Regions from separate parts of the Zea mays genome. Here region 1 is linked to region 2. Evidence: chromatin contacts called from public Hi-C data. All regions are on one chromosome and are shown on one strand. The core of a region is the stretch at or near the end of the contact, and the rest is flanking DNA. Distances in the headings are between cores, read along the strand shown. Region 1 holds the start of LOC100285821. Region 2 holds the start of LOC103631778 (alanine--glyoxylate aminotransferase 2 homolog 1, mitochondrial).

Evidence for each region. A called contact is a pair of places that touch in the nucleus more often than the background predicts.
Region 1: a contact with region 2 is called in a Hi-C map of ear, with 2.2 times the contacts expected there. The contact joins the promoter of LOC100285821 here to the promoter of LOC103631778 in region 2. A contact is called at or near these places in 2 of 25 Hi-C or Micro-C datasets (ear and tassel).

The regions. Positions count from the first base shown.
Region 1 is chr1:15,855,488-15,858,414 of Zm-B73-REFERENCE-NAM-5.0, reverse strand. LOC100285821 reads right to left here and starts at 1,512. Exons shown (of 8, transcript NM_001158711.2): 1 at 1,167-1,512. The coding sequence starts at 1,286.
Region 2 is chr1:15,476,086-15,478,966 of Zm-B73-REFERENCE-NAM-5.0, reverse strand. It overlaps LOC103631778 (alanine--glyoxylate aminotransferase 2 homolog 1, mitochondrial), which reads right to left and starts at 1,469. Exons shown (of 9, transcript XM_008653260.3): 1 at 994-1,469; 2 at 388-618; 3 at 148-318. The coding sequence starts at 1,233.

The DNA.
Region 1 (2,927 bases), core at 263-2,762, 380 kb before region 2:
GTCTTAACACAATGAGTTCAAAATGTACTCTCCAGTGCAAAGCGCTCAACAAACTCTACAACACAATCTATGCTTAAAGGTATAGTAGTAGTTTTGATATTCAAGAAAAGTAGAAAAAAATATATTCTAAAAAACATACTTCGATCATCAGCTCAGTGTCCCCTCCCCCCAAAAAAATGAGGCAACCCAATCACAGATCAGACATGCAGCTACAAAATGATTTCTGTATAAACTCAAACAGCTGTCAAGTAATAAGTTTCACACAACTTTTTATGTGCTGAAGTACCCGATACTTAAATAATTTTTTCTTAATTTTCAGAAACTATCAAACTATGAGTAATGTAAGTTCACAATAGTATCCTACCAATGCTGCTTCAAACAAGACCAAAACAGCGCAGTGCTTTACTACAATATCCCTAGAAGACTCATTGATACAGATAAAATAGGTCTATATAGCATTACACTCACCTACATGCAAAAAAAAAAAAACTACAACTGATATTGCGACAACATATTCCAAAAGGCCTATGTGGATACTGGATACCTTCACTTCTCAGGTAATTTTATCTGTCGAACAATAGCACACACTTGTACTTCAAGTTAGTTAAGTATTTTACACCCAAATATGCCTGGACAATATTCATGGACAACCGTGTGGCTACTTTCACTAGAGGACCATCCATTGAAGCAAGAGGTTACTTTCACTAGAGGACCATCCATTGATGCAAGAGGAAGCATGAGACCGCTTCAATTCACAATTGTTTGGGTCAGTTTTTCAAAACCAAGAGGCTGGTTCCACAAACCACAACCCTAGGACCATGAAACCGTTGTATTGCTCAGAAACCAAAAGGACACGCGTAAGGGCACGGTTGCCAATCTATGTATCTACCCTAAAGCCGGAAGAATAGCAGCGAGTAGTCCACCACACGTGGGCAAGTCGACCTTGATGCATCAGCGAGAGCTACTTTGAAGTACTAACTCGCATGAATTCACCCAATTCCCAGCAACGCAACCGCTCAATCAAACATTGAGACCAATAAACCCAGCTTAAAATCACCGAATTTGGACGGTGCACCGGCACCAAACGAACCCTAGCAAGAAACATCTGCCTAATCGGCGCGCAAGGCATGGTTTTGGGGGGGCACAGATCGAAGGACGTCGCCTACCTCCCCGGTGTGAGCGAAGCAGCTGTAGAGGTAGTTCTCGTCGGTCCAGTACTGGAGGTCGCCGATCCACAGAGTGCGGACCTCCTCCAGGCTCGTAGGCTGGTGATACGGCGCCGCCATCGAGCAGCGTGAGGCTGCTTGGGGGTCGGAGGCCGGTTTGGGATTAGTGCGGCCGCTTGAGGGTGCTCTTCTTCGTCCCTTCCACGGTCACGCTGCTTGGGCGTCGGAGGCGCCGGGCGCGGAGGGGACGAGGCGGCCGCTTGATTTCTTGAACGCTTGCTGCTGCAAACAGGCCCGTGTACGACCACGGTTCGATTTGTGCTCGCTGATGCAATCTTAGAGCATCTCCAAAAGCTCCCCTAAAGTCTCCCCTAAATCTATTTTTTTGGGAAAAACACAAAAACATGTCTCCAACAGTTTCCCTAAAGTGTCCCCAACTTTTTCATAGCCCTTAAAACTCCCTCATTTGTAGCTACAAATGAGGGGTTTTTTGGGCTCTCCAGAAACAAACTGCTGCTTTAAGGGATCTGTTGGAGAAAGGATTAAAATTTACCCCCACTTATTATTTAGATGTCCCTTAAAACTGATTTTGAGGAGTCGTTTTATGGAGAGCTCTTGGAGATGCTCTTACAGCATGAGAAACCAGTTTTTATCTTCTATAGTTAGGAGAGGTGAGTTTACTGATTTTTAAGAAACTGAAAATCTAATTTTTATTAGTTAGTTATCCGTGCGTTGCGACGGCTCACAACAATACCTACGTAAATTATCCATAAAAAGTTCTCAAATTTTTTTATTGATTGTCTCCACTCTTTGCATAATATTTTTATGAACGTACGGGTACCATAGTCAACAAATCAGAGACCTCCATCCCTCGCAACCCCATTTCCAAGGTTTCGTAGAACATAAGGGAAAGGGAAAGAGGCAGACATACCTGTTCGTTGTCGGAGAAGGACACGACGAAGACCTGAGCATCTGGAGACGACATAGCTATATAGGGAGAGAGCACGCACGCGGAGAAAGAAGCCCAGCCGGAGCAACTCCAAATCAAGAGGCACCTGCACCAGGCGTCAATCCGAGAAAGGCGAGATAATGCGAGTGTCTTGCCAGCCCTAAACGCGGAGCGAAAAACCACCACCACCAACTTCGTAGAATATGTCGACTGTTGTCACGCTATGGGTCTTGGTTGTCCAATATCTTAGACCTGGACTCCTCATCGCCAAGATAACCTAAGCGTGGCAGGCGCCACCATGTCCTCCTCGACGGCACGCACGGAGAAAGGCCAGGAGCATGACCGACTCGCGTCGTACCAGCGTCGACGAGCGTCAGTCGACTCGCGACTACGACCGTGGGCGGGGGCAGTAGGTTGGGGAGGAAGAACATGACAAAGGCCGGGAAGACAAACAGACGTCCGACGACGGCAAAAACGATGGTGCGCGCATGATATGAAACGTCCTCGTGGACGTGCAATAGCCACTGCGCAAGTCGGTGTCGGGGCTGATGTCGAACGAATACGGGTAGGAGGCGCATGCTCCTACGCCCTCTGCCGAGAATGGGGTGGCGCGGAGTTGGAGGCATGAGGGGAAAAGAAAAAAGTAGAATGACGAATGAGATGGTGGCAACTGAGGCAATGACCATCATTATCGTGCTGAGGTATAAATGGTCAAATGGGTCGTATCTGGCGAGCCGCCCAAGGCACGACCCATTTAATAGTGTCTGGGCCAACCCGGCACGAGCGTTGTGCAGTGCTTGGGTCGTAGCCTC
Region 2 (2,881 bases), core at 220-2,719:
ATAGATGTAATAAAGAAATGGATACATTTTTGCTGGGTAGAACGGAGATAATTATTGATAACTAAGAATCTACTGCAGCAAACATGTGACTTTGAAAACATAACCAGTCAAATAATTTGATGAAAGCGCAATACACTGTACACATACCTGAGGAATTGGGTATTTCCACGTCTGCATACCAGTCAATCCAATCGTACCGGCACTTCCGCCATGATATGCATTTCTGAGCGCAACCATACTGAGATTCCCACTATACAGCCGGGCCATCAACATTGCCAACTCATTCGCTTCGGTCCCAGAATTCACAAAATACGCAACCTGCAGGATCCAAAAACATAAATGAAATGGTGCGTGTTATGACTGCACCCAGACAGACATTACTTTTACCTTGAGATTGCCAGGCATTTTGGAGGTGAGTGCCTCTGCAAACTCTACAATAGTGTGGTGCAAGTAAATGGTGGTTGTGTGCTGGAGCAACTTGGTCTGCTCCACCACAGCATTCACAATATCCGGATGGCAGTGGCCACACGACACTGTCACGATGCCCCCAAAGCAATCGAGATATCTCTTTCCATGCTCGTCATACAGGTACTGCATCTTCCCCTCCACAATGTTGAGCTGTGAACACAATTGAATAGCAAATTGTTTAGACAGACAGCATGCCAACGTCATTCTGTCACTGTTTCAAGTTTTTATAGAATAAGACTACACGGTGTGGTTGTGCAACAATGATTATTTAGCATGACCAGCTGTCCAGTTTCACCCGAAACATACACGGTGAATCTAAACCACCATATGCAAAACGCATAAAAAAATATTCTCCTAGCAAATTGGTGTCGCGCCAAAGAAGACGCTGCTTTGTGATGAAGGTCAAAAACACATGTTCACTGAACCCCACCTTTTTGGAACACTAATCTTATTTCATCGCACGGATAACAAAGACGAGCAGCGAGTGAGACGGATCTAATTAAGATCAACACTCCGAGGGTATACCGGCTTCTGGTAGTAATGGAAGAGAGACGGGCCGAGCACCGCCTTCCTCTTCTCGAAGATCTCGGCGCCACCCAGCCCGGCATATGGGCGGGGCCGGTAGTCGAACGGCGGCATCTCCGGCGGCGGCCGCGACGGTGCCCGATCAGCCGCCGCCTCGGACGAGACCAGCCGCCGCAGCATCTCCACCGGGCATCGCCGGCGGCTGGTGACGGCGCCACGGCGAAGCAGCGACGCGGCCATGGACGGACAACCAGGAGCGGAATATGAGCTCGCTAGGGCTGGCCGTCTGGTGATTAAACTGAGGAAGGAGAGATAAGGCAATGGAAGAAGGATTAAGCACGCAAGGGTAGGAAGGATTAGTGGCAGTGGGTGGGCAAAGGTCCAGATTCCGATAGGGACGCATCTTGATTCTCCTCGTGGGATCTTTATTTTATCTTCCTGACGTGGTGCGGCGTGTACTCGTCGCTCTGAAATGTGGGCCGACGAATCGGTTGGTGGCTATCTGGTGGGAGTGATGGCGTGTGCGAGTGGAGAGTCGTTTCGTGGGCCGTGACGAGGATATTCCTTAAACAATTTGTTACTCCCAAATTCTGGCTGATTTTAGCTTTTCACGGAAAATAGATTAACTCCCACCATATATGAATATATGATTGGTTGGAGAGTAAACTTGAATGTAATAGCTTTATTCTAGCTTTTTAAGAATGAAACTATTCTAATCCACGTTTGGTAAACGAAACATAATCACTCTATTTTTTTATTTAGTTAAAGAGTAAAGTAGAGTAAAGTTGTTTCGTGTTTTGTTTGGTTGGAGAACCATATGAATGTAGTGGAGAGGAGATTGCTTGCGTCCAGAAAAATGCACGTATCCGATCATTTTGGTGAAGTGAAAGCATTCAAATTATTTATGATAATTTTTCATATGAGACTCCAGAAGTCACTCCGCTCTTTTGTTAGGAATCAATCATACATAAAATAGAATGGAACCGCTCCATTCTTCTCCCGTGCGCAACCAAACGCACTTTATACTCGTGTTGATCAAACTTTCTTGGTTAGATTTATAAGAATACTAATAATATTTATGCCTTCAAATAAGTTTATAATAAAAATGGGTTCAAATATCTACCTAACAGTACTAATTATATACTACAAATATGAATGTTTTTTGTATATATTTGTTCCAAGCTAAAAATAGTCAACTTCTTAAAAAGTAAAAATAAAAAACACAACTATTTAGGATAGGGATAATAGATTTTATTATAAAACATACAGGAGATACAATTAAGATAACTTATAAATTATAAAGTTAAACGGGGGAGTACCTATCTTGATACAGCTCATGGTCCGTGACTATTTTTTCTACTACCTTTTTAGTGCCAAAGCGGTGGAGTGGGGGTTGGAGTCGAGGGAGAGGATGAGGAGGAGAAAATGTGTATGACTAATTATTTTAGTCAGCTTTTTCATGTCCTCTATCCAAGGGATGTGCAGCAGCTGTTGCAGGCTGTCCATCGTCCCTGCGTGATAACAGCTAAGAATGAGGGCCTCGTGCCGATTTTTAATAAGGGCAGTGTTGACGCCTTTTTGGAGGCGCCAATTACTCAAGAGAACCAGCGGCGGTGCTCTCTGCACAGGGGCGGACGGTCCGCGCGCGGGGGCCGGATGGTCCGCGGCCTGGTGCGAGGCGGCGGTGCTTTCTGGTCAGGCGCGGACGGTCCGCGGCACAGGGCCGGACGGTCCGCGACCTGGTGCAGGAGCCCGAGTTCCCTGCCTGACGGCCGGACGGTCCGCGCCCTAGGGCCGGACGGTCCGCGCGTGCGCAGGGGCGGCGGAAGACCGCCGACGGCGCCTGGATCTCACTCCCGGGAGGGACCCCGTCGGGGAGGAGAGATCC